3 separate regions of the Zea mays genome follow, and all the other regions are linked to region 3. A link is a contact called in public Hi-C data. All regions are on one chromosome and are shown on one strand. Each heading gives the region's core, a stretch centred on a gene start, on an enhancer-like site or on the middle of the called end of the contact. The rest is flanking DNA. Distances are from core to core; before and after follow the strand shown. Region 1 has its middle 65 kb from the start of LOC100382953. Region 2 holds the start of LOC103646667 (eukaryotic peptide chain release factor GTP-binding subunit ERF3A). Region 3 holds the start of LOC103646666 (transketolase, chloroplastic-like).

Region 1 (3,128 bases), core at 605-3,104, 250 kb after region 3:
TATTAATGCAAATAGCAGAAATATATCCTCAATAAAGTTGTGTTTTGATATTTAGGAATTTGAAAGGTTCAAACCAGAAATTTAAACATAGTTTGAATCTTTGAATTTAGAAATAAACTAGAATTGAGAAAAGAAAAGGAAAATAAAATACAAAAGAAAAAGGATCCAGTTGGGCCGCTAGGTCAATTCGGCACATTAGCAATTCATCTCCCGCCAGACCAGACCATACATGCTTGCAGTCGAGGACGAGTGGGCCCGGGTGTCAGGCAACGACTTCCCATCGCTCGCTACGTACCTGCCCTGCGGGACCCACTTACCACGGATTCATCTGGTCACGCCCTCTGCTGGTCATCTCTCTGCCGCGGGGGCTCGTTGACCGGGTGCATCAGCTCTGCGCACGCAGCCTGCCCAGCGCGCCGACAGGTGGGCCTGTCGAGTCAGCCACCCAGCCGCGATGTCACGCCGCTTCCATATGGGGCCCGATTGTCATAATCACCTCCTTGCTCGTGGTTCGTCTCAATACAATCTGTCGTTCTCGCGTGGGCACATAACAAACACCTGGAATCCAGGCAGGGCCGGTCATGAGGTTTCATGGACCTGGGGCGAAACAAAAAATTAGGGCCCTCAAAAAAATTTGAATGATAAAAGTCTATAATATATATACTTTTTTAAGTACATAAGCAAATTTTTGAATGATTAAAATCTATAATATTTCAAAACAACTTTAAATCTTTGTACATATTATCTCAAAAAATTCTTTTAATGTTTCTTGATACGAAGTCATTGATAATAGTGTTGCTAACCTCGTCTAATAATTTTTCTCAATGTATAAAGTAGTCAATCCGTTGAGGCGATCTTGAGACATTGTTGACTTTAATAGTTCTTCAACAATTTCAACTTTAAAAAGCTTCTCTAAGTCGATGCCACAGTCACAAGCATAATAAATAATATTCAATAAGCGATTGAAATATTTGGATACAGATCCATTTGCCGAATATACTCAAAAAATCTCCATAAAAGACATTGGTATTTCAGGCAAACTTAACTTCAAAACCTTTAACTCAGATAGTAGATCATTTACCTCAACAACAGAACTGTCCTGCGAAGAGAGATAAGTGGAGCAGTCGTACTAGATATAACACCTAAGATTATATATACATGTATATTACTTGGGGCCCTTACAAAATCGGAGGCCCGGTGCGGCGGCTCCACTTGCCCCCCTCCAGGACCGGCCCTGAATCCAGGGTCGTCGCTGCGCCCGGACCTCACCTTGGGGCTACTTAAGGTTGTGATCCGCAGAGCCCTCCCCTCCTTTATCCAGCTCAACGAACCTCCATGCCCAGCAGAGAGAGAGAGATGATGGAGTGAGCGCCGCCGTGCGGGATCGGTCGCCACCGTCGTACCCATTCTCCGCGGGTGTAGCAGAGTGAAGCTCGAGGATAGCCGGAGAACGTTGTGGTGCTCCCGTGAGTGAAGTAGATGCTTCCCCGGTGCGGATTGGCGCTCGAGACCGACGGGAATCCCTCACCGTCGCTGCGGATCCGCAGAACAGCGCGGCCTGATCCCCTCGGCACAGGATTTGGGGTGAGTAGCACATCATCTCGTTCCCCATCCTTCCCTCTTCGCGTAGTACCTATCGGGGTAGACAATACGGTCCTAGATCGCCGGGGCGTAGTTCACCGACGAAGTCCACCATGGTCTGCGGGCGGCGCCGTCGTATATGTGACCTAAGTGGAGAAGAAAGGCCCTAGGCCGTCTATCGCGCGATAAGGGGTTAGGATTAGACGGCCTCGTACCGATTGGATGAATCTGTGCATGGTGATCTCACGGCCCTAGCTGTGCATCGGTTCAGTAGTGAATCTGTGCCATTGATCTTGATCCTGCGGCTCAGATCTAATACCAGCCCAACCTTCCCTTGATCTGTTGTGGACCGTACAGATCTAATCCAACGGCTCATCTCCACCGATACCCCTTCGCAGCACATTTTCTTAAAGAGTCCCTGGGGTTTGGATAAATCAACCCGCCGTCCACAGTAGCAGTAAGCTGAGTCTGTAGGACTTTTGCGATACTAACCTCAGACTTTTTAGTATTTGTTGCGCTGTCCAGAGTTCGTGAAATCAAATAAATAAATTCAAAATTTGATTTTTAATACGCCAATAATTCTAGAAACTTGTATAATTCATATTAAATTCATTCTAACTCCTTTTTGACTCATTCCAGTTCCTATAATTTTATAATATTATTGTTTATCAATTATTACCACTGTTTTGTCATGAATGTCACATTAAAATTTATATCCTATTTAATCTTGTACAAAACACATATAATCTTTAGAAATTCATAACTTAAAATCTATAACTCCGATTTGATCCATTCAAGTTGCGTTAGTCTCGTATAAATATTTTCTACGCAGTAACATCATTGATTATACCATGTCCCGTTCTTTTATAATTATACCTTTATTTAACTTATGTTGGTTAGTCTTGTTAATCTGCTTATCATTATAATCTACTAGAATATAATTTATGGTCAATTTATAACTTAGATTAAAGTTGATATAATTATTTATAGAATAATCTCTCATATGATTTGTATTAACCAATTTATAATATAGTTTAATATTTTAATCACGCAGATCTTCTATAAAAATCATAACTCCTTAACCGTAACTCTGATTTTAGTAGTTCTCGATCTCGCGATCTCGTAGCTTCGCGTAGATCATTATTATTCAGTTTGTACTTATGCTTGGTGTGATGTTAATTTTGTCTATACCATGTTTGTTTGTATTGCTACGACTAGCGGTGAGGTCGAGGATCTGAAGTATCACCCTGGTAACTGGAACCTCAAGTGCCAGGCAAAGTTGTGCTCTTGATCCACTTTTGTTACCCAATAATATTCTTTATTATCACTATTCAATGCATAGGTTTAATTTTGATGGGACCCAATAGGTCACCCTAGTCTGTTTATCCTTTTACCTTGTTAGCCCTGAATCACTTGGGTAGTTTGCTATTGCTTTATTGGTTTTGGGTTAATATTTCATTATATCCATGTTCCAATTATTCTGTTATATTATTTATGTTCATATCAAGATCATTAATGTTAATTAGAACATGGAGCTTAACTTGAGA
Region 2 (3,262 bases), core at 720-3,219, 190 kb before region 3:
AATGTGTTATAATTTCTTCTGAAATTTAAATCGGGCATCTATCTGAGCCATATGTTGCCAGAAAAATACAATAAAAATATATAAAAAAGCACAAACGCTTAATCGTGTTTAGTCACTTAGCGTATTTTGAAAACTTAGGGGCTGTTTGGTTCGTGCCTAAATGTGCCACACTTTGCCTAAGGTTAGTCGTTCGAATTGAAGAACTAACCTTAGGCAGAAAAGTTAGGCAAAGTGTGACAACTTAGGCATCAAACCAAACAGGCCTTTAGTCTTATCGAACATTGAGTGGGCTAGGAGGAATATATTTTAACATGTTTGTCTATGGCAGGCATGCTGCATAAGAGGAACATGAAGCAGATCAGTGGAGCTGTGCTTTTATTTGCTGGGTTCTAGCTGTTGCTGCATGAGGATGAGAGGTACAAGGGTCTTGGAGGAGCATGTTGCAGTCTATATGAACCACAAGGTGCACACAAATGGGTAAAGGAGCAACTATTGCACCTCAGAGATAAGAATTTCGAACCATATTTGTCGCAAGTTCCCTTGCTCTAATGAAAAAATCTCAATGGATTTTCCATTCATGAAAATGAGCAGTGCCCTAAAAGTTGGTCACATGACATTCTTAGGAGCTAGACAACACCCTTCCCCTATGTGCTTAATTGTTACATAACCTTCCTAAGCAACACCACACTTCATCAGCCGCTCTTTTGGAAATTGCACATGCATCGCTTTAAGGTGCCGTTTGGTTCACGAAATGTAACATAAATGGTAATGGCAATGATTTACACTCGAATACTGGTGGTAACAAGTTTGAATAGGCCGGTATCAATTTCTAGTGTGGTATCTAATTACGGTTGGACTTAAACAAACATAATTTAAAGTTATTTGTTACCATTACGTTACAAATATGTGAACCAAATGACACCTAAATGTTGTCTGATCACGCAAAGATATTTGGAAACTGCAAATGCATGGATTAATTGTTGTCTGATCAAGCACATGGCAACAATTAAAGGACGGCTCATTAAATCACAATTGCAAACCGACAAAAGAAACAGAAGCACAAACTGCTATGGTACAAACTATAGGCCTATGGATGGCCGTCAACTTAATCATCGAGAGACACATAAACCACAAGCATATCATGCTGAAACAACAGCTACTCAAGAATCTTGAGTTACACCTGGCTACAGTAGCTGGCTTGAATCAGGTAAATCTAGCAGCTGAATTTCGTTTCGAACAAATTATACACACAATCGAACTAGCAGAGATCCCTGCCACAACATAACCTTCATCGCCCTAATATGTTTCCCGCCGTAGCAAACCAACAACCCCAATAAACGACACTCTGGCCCTCATAAACCCTACCCTACGCGTAATCGAGCGCGCTAGCAATACGGATCGGCGCTTAAGAGGTTTAGATCCAAGCAAATAAGCTAAGCAAGTAAGCCGTATAACAGCACGAGCGAAAGGTAGGTAGGTACTAGGTAGGGCCGAGAAGGGAACCTTCTGCCGCGACCGCGGCCGAGGGCGCGGGCGCGAGCGGGGCATCAGCGCCCGAATCTGCCGCAGTTAGCTCCGCAGCGGCAACGCCAGATTCAACGGACATGGGCTCCGCGTCGTCGCGAGCCCAATCATCGACGGTGGCGACCTCCGGTGGCGGGACGGCGTGTGGTGGGGCCTCGGCGTGCGCATCGTGCTCCATCCCGCGATGCAAGTGCAAGTGGAGCTCGAGGTGGCGCGGCAGCGGTGGAGAGACACTGCTGGACTGGGCTCGGCGGTCTAGGGTTTTTTTTGTGTGTGTTCGGCGATTGTGTTTCGGCGAGTTGGGGTGGGCGGTGGCTGATACCTGATGAGAGGTTGCCGTGACCTGCGCGTGTTTTTAGCGACAAAGTTTCATCGGCGAACTTGTGCGTAGACTGGATTGTGCCATCCGTCGGCACCTTTGATTGCCTGGTGTGCAAGAGCATCTCGAACGAATTATAAATCTCAAAACAGCGAGATATTGGGACATATAATTATAAATTGGAATTATTTTTTTCTAAATTCTACTAAATATGTGTCCGCACTGCGATGAAGTAAAAATTTGTATGAAACATAAATATGTAATGACAAATGTTACTATGATATGCAAAATTTGTGTGGTAAACATTATCAACATCGAAAATTAGCTCCATGTACTGTTGTTGCTAGCCTCAGGCGAGCCGTGACTGCGTGTCCCGCTCGGAGTTGGCCTTGGGCAAGTTGTGACTATGCCTCTCGCCCGAGGTTGGCCTCGCGAGCCGTGACTGCGTCTCCTGTCCAAGGTTGGCCTCGTGAGCCGTGATTGTGTCTCTCGTCCGAGGTTTGGTCTCGAATGAGCCGTGACTGCGTCTCCTGTCCGGGGTTGGCCTCGGGTGAGTCGTGACTGTGTCTCCCGTCCGAGGTTGGCCTCATGCGAGTCATGACTGCGTCTCCTGTCCGGGGTTGGCCTCAGGCGAGTCATGATTGCGTCTCCTGTCCGGGGTTGGCCTCGGGCTCGAGGTTGTCCTCCTTATCACTATTTTCCCCCTTCCAATCAAACCGAACTCGAGAACTCTTAATTGACTGCTACAAAATTAAAATCTTGGGAATTATGGCGGGAAATTGGAGCTCACCTTCGTGACCTCACAATCGTGTGGTGTAGCTGTGGTCGGCGACCAACAAGTTTGCGAGTAGGATCGGTTCAGGGGGGTTCGGGATAGTGTACTACAGGAAGCTGAGTGATGGAAAAGAGATTGCGGTTAAGGTGCCTAGCAACAATTTGTACCAGGGAAAAAGTAATTCTCAAACAAGGTGGCCTTGCTCTCCACGATACACCACAAGAACCTAATGGCGCCGCACCGCCGAGGGAGCTTCCTGTTTCGACCGATGGGAGCTCTCGCGGGCGCAACAATGCAAGGTGTCGTGTTGGAGGCTTCCCTGCTCGCACTTGTGTGCCTGAAAGTCGTCTAGAGGGGATAAATAGGCGAAACCTGTAAATTATAAACTTTGAATATGAACTTCACCTGGGGTTAGGATTAGAAACAAATGATAATGAATATGGAGTGCGGAAGAGAGTTCTTCTTGCTATGAGTTGCTCAATCAATACGGATAACTTTGGTAGCTAACTCAAAAGGTTGTGAGCAAGAGAACTTAGAGAGAGAGGGGAGGAAGAATCAAATCGTAAGGTGAAGATCAACACAAATGAACACAACGATTTGTTTCCTAAGGTTCGGTCCAATGAACCTACTTCCCGTTGAGGAGG
Region 3 (3,178 bases), core at 343-2,842:
GTATTACCATCAATTGATATGTGGTTGTCATCATAAAAAGCTATCAATTTTCCAAGGCCCCAGTGACCAGCAAGAGAGGCCGCTTCATTCGAAACACCTTCCATTTGGCAACCATCCCCAAGTATAACATACCTAGGTAAGAGCACCGAGTAGCAACACCATATTACCAACATCACAAATTGTGCATCACGAAAGTAATTCCAATTATAATGCAAGTGGCTAGTAATTTACGTGTAATGGTCCACGACTTTCATGTCAGTCTTGTTGAAACGTGAAGCTAGATGTTTCTCAGCAAGTGCTAGTCCAACAGCATTTGCAAAACCCTGCCCAAGAGGACCTACATGGCATCAGAAAAGTTTAGATATCAATTTAAGTATCAGAAGAAGGCAAAGCAAAATTTAAAATGTTTCAGCTGGCAACCTGTGGTGACTTCAACGCCAGGTGTTTCAAAATTTTCTGGGTGACCAGGAGTTCTGCTTCTCCATTGTCGGAAAGTTTTCAGATCGTCCATCTGCGCCAGTAAACATGGTTATCAAAATTATAAGCAGAGAAAGATCACCCGACAAAAGGAGGAATAGTCACATAGAAATGAGCATAAATGATTGGAAAGAAGAGAATAATAGGATAAGAAACAAAGTACACAATACCATGTTGGTGGATCGGTATTCACTCTGAAAAGCTTTCAGCTTATCAGCCTTTTCTGCTTTCCAGAACAATTTATTTCAATTTGCAAGCACTAAATTCGTAATACAGATCTCTACCATCTACGGATTTCGGTTCACAAAACTCTCTTTAAAGTCTCAAACCTTTGCTAAAAAATCCTAAAATAAAATCTGACAACGATGAGAGAGTTGCGACTTGCGTCGTCCAATTGATTGAGGTGATCAGTATCACTTGGCAGTTTCAGGACTAAAATAGTACATATTCAAGTTTTGCAGCCCGAAATTCTTCAACGCCGGTGTTTAGCAGCAAAACCCAAAATCAGACAGAGAGGTGTGTGCGTCTCTGTGTGCGTGGATAGGGTAGAAACATGGAGTGGGTTCTGTCAATACTCAATAGCTCACCTTGACGCCATTGTACCCAGCGAGGTGGAGGAGAGCGTACTGGATCATGCACCCGTGGCCGGCGGAGAGCACGAAGCGGTCGCGGTCGAACCAGGCGGGGTTCTTCGGGTTGAACCGGAGGAACTCGTCGAATAGAACGTGTCCCAGCGGCGCGCAGCCCATGGGGAGGCCTGGATGGCCAGAATGCGCCTTCTCCACGGCGTCGACGGCCAGGAACCGGATAGTGTTCACCTACTGCTCCACCAGCTCGGGCTCCGCCGGCTGGGTTCTTGCGCGGAGCACGGTGGTCAGCCGCGTGCCTGTCCTGGGCGCCGCAGCCAAAGGAAGGAGGCAGCGGGCGGGATAGCGGAGGAGGCGGAGTACGCCGCGGCCGGAGCCGGTCGCCGCGGCGGCGGAAGCGGTGGACGCAGGGGCGGTGGAGGCTGGTGTCACCATGGTTGCGGTCTGCGGACGGAAGGCGGATGCTTCTCGGACGCGCGTCGCGATCACGTTAATCGTTAACGAAGAGGGGCCAGTCAATGCGGCAGTGCGGAGGTGGCGTAGCGGCGTGACACCTAGTCCCGGAAAGTGTAGGCTGCTCACCAAATGTAGTGGGCCCGGCATGGAAGCAACTGAATTATGCCACGTCTCGCTTGACGTGTTTGCTCCGGGGCAATTACTGGTGGCGTTTGGATTGTTAGAATAGATAGATTGACGAACGGTACGGAGAATGGATTTTCTAATCGTAAAATGCGCATGCGCGACCGCACACAAATTATCAATAACATGTTAGTGCATAGCGAGAACAAACAACATATGTATTGAGCACCATTTACGCACTATGCATGGCCGGAAGTATTGAAGCCTGGACGGTCTGGCCGGATAGTCCGGTCATATATGTGAGTGTGAGGATACATGATAGTATAGATGTCCAAACGGGCCACCCGGCACGGACCCGGTCCGAACCCGTTTCGGCCCGGTACGAATAGGGCCGAGCCAGGCACGGCCCGTTGATGCTTCGGGCCGGGTCGGGCTGGCCCACGTGCCTAGAGACATGCCCAAACCCGGCACGCACAGGGAAAAATCGTGCCGGGCCGGCCCGTTGGCCCGGTGGGCCTCAACGGACCGGGCCGGGCACTAGCCCGAACCAACAGTAGAACGGTATATAAATACATATATTTAACATAATTAATCATATATAATAACATATTATTTATATATATTAAGACAACAAAATATTTATGTATGCATTTTATATATGTTTGGCCGCGTATTTAGTATTTACATATTATGAGAGAATTAAATGTATTTATATATTTAGTATTTACATAAATATGCGGGCCGCCGTCGTGCCGACCCATTTATCGTGCCGGGCCGGGCCAAAGCACGCGGGCCGCCGTATGTGCCCATACCCGGCCCGCTAAACGGGCCGTGCCGGCCCGGGCCCGTAACCGACCGTGCCGGGCCGTGTTTGGACCGGGCTAAATTCGTGCCGTGTCACGGGCCAAACGGGCGGCCCGCACTGTTTGGACATCTATACATGATAGTATTAAATGAGACGATTAAACTCATATTTCTTCACATGTTTATCTTTATAATCTCAGTAGAGCTGTTAAAGAACATCTAGAAACGAGTCTAGACACCTCCCACTTATATATTTGAAAGGATACGGCCGATTAAAACACCAACAATCGAATTATAGGTAATATATGTTATTTACCTTTTGCCATATGAGTACATAGTAACATAGTTTTCTTCTTCTCAATTTTCACCTCTCTTCAGTTCTAAGTCGTCTAAAGACGTCTTGGGTGGCATGCCAATACTAAGACAAAATCTAGGATCTCTCCTCTCCGACAGGATACCTCCCAAGAGCGAGATCCAGTTACTGTTGGTGAAGGCCGCCGCCTGCACATGCGCGAACTGTCCGACCATAAGACGCGGATCATCCGGCTTCGATGCAGAGAGACCTGCCGTGAGGTATTGGAATGGAAGGTTTGGATTCACACAATTCTTATGAGAAAAAATCATCCGTGGAAACAATTCCAAAATACTGAAAACCCCTAAATAGTAAACTACAACATGTGAGAATAGAATAAGCAAGCATAATTGTCGGGTACCGTAACTAGGGGTACCCC

What was found. Hi-C and Micro-C count contacts between places; a contact is called where the count stands out from the background.
Region 1: a contact with region 3 is called in a Hi-C map of ear, with 4 times the contacts expected there. The contact joins the enhancer-like site here to the promoter of LOC103646666 in region 3. A contact is called at or near these places in 2 of 25 Hi-C or Micro-C datasets (ear and tassel).
Region 2: a Hi-C map of tassel shows a contact between it and region 3, with 3 times the contacts expected there. The contact joins the promoter of LOC103646667 here to the promoter of LOC103646666 in region 3. A contact is called at or near these places in 3 of 25 Hi-C or Micro-C datasets (bundle sheath, ear and tassel).

Annotation. Positions count from the first base shown.
Region 1 is chr2:88,982,272-88,985,399 of Zm-B73-REFERENCE-NAM-5.0, reverse strand. No RefSeq gene overlaps it. Among protein-coding and RNA genes, the nearest start is that of LOC100382953, 65 kb to the right of the region's middle. Within about 2 kb of position 1,854, at least 18 of the 20 cell types and tissues checked have an H3K27ac peak or open chromatin away from gene starts, as enhancers often do. A contact at or near this core is called in ear and tassel, where this site is marked.
Region 2 is chr2:89,424,513-89,427,774 of Zm-B73-REFERENCE-NAM-5.0, reverse strand. LOC103646667 (eukaryotic peptide chain release factor GTP-binding subunit ERF3A) reads right to left here and starts at 1,969. Exons shown (of 17, transcript XM_008671370.3): 1 at 1,504-1,969. The coding sequence starts at 1,702.
Region 3 is chr2:89,231,618-89,234,795 of Zm-B73-REFERENCE-NAM-5.0, reverse strand. It overlaps LOC103646666 (transketolase, chloroplastic-like), which reads right to left and starts at 1,592. Exons shown (of 7, transcript XM_008671369.4): 1 at 1,065-1,592; 2 at 421-511; 3 at 232-337; 4 at 1-132. The coding sequence starts at 1,226.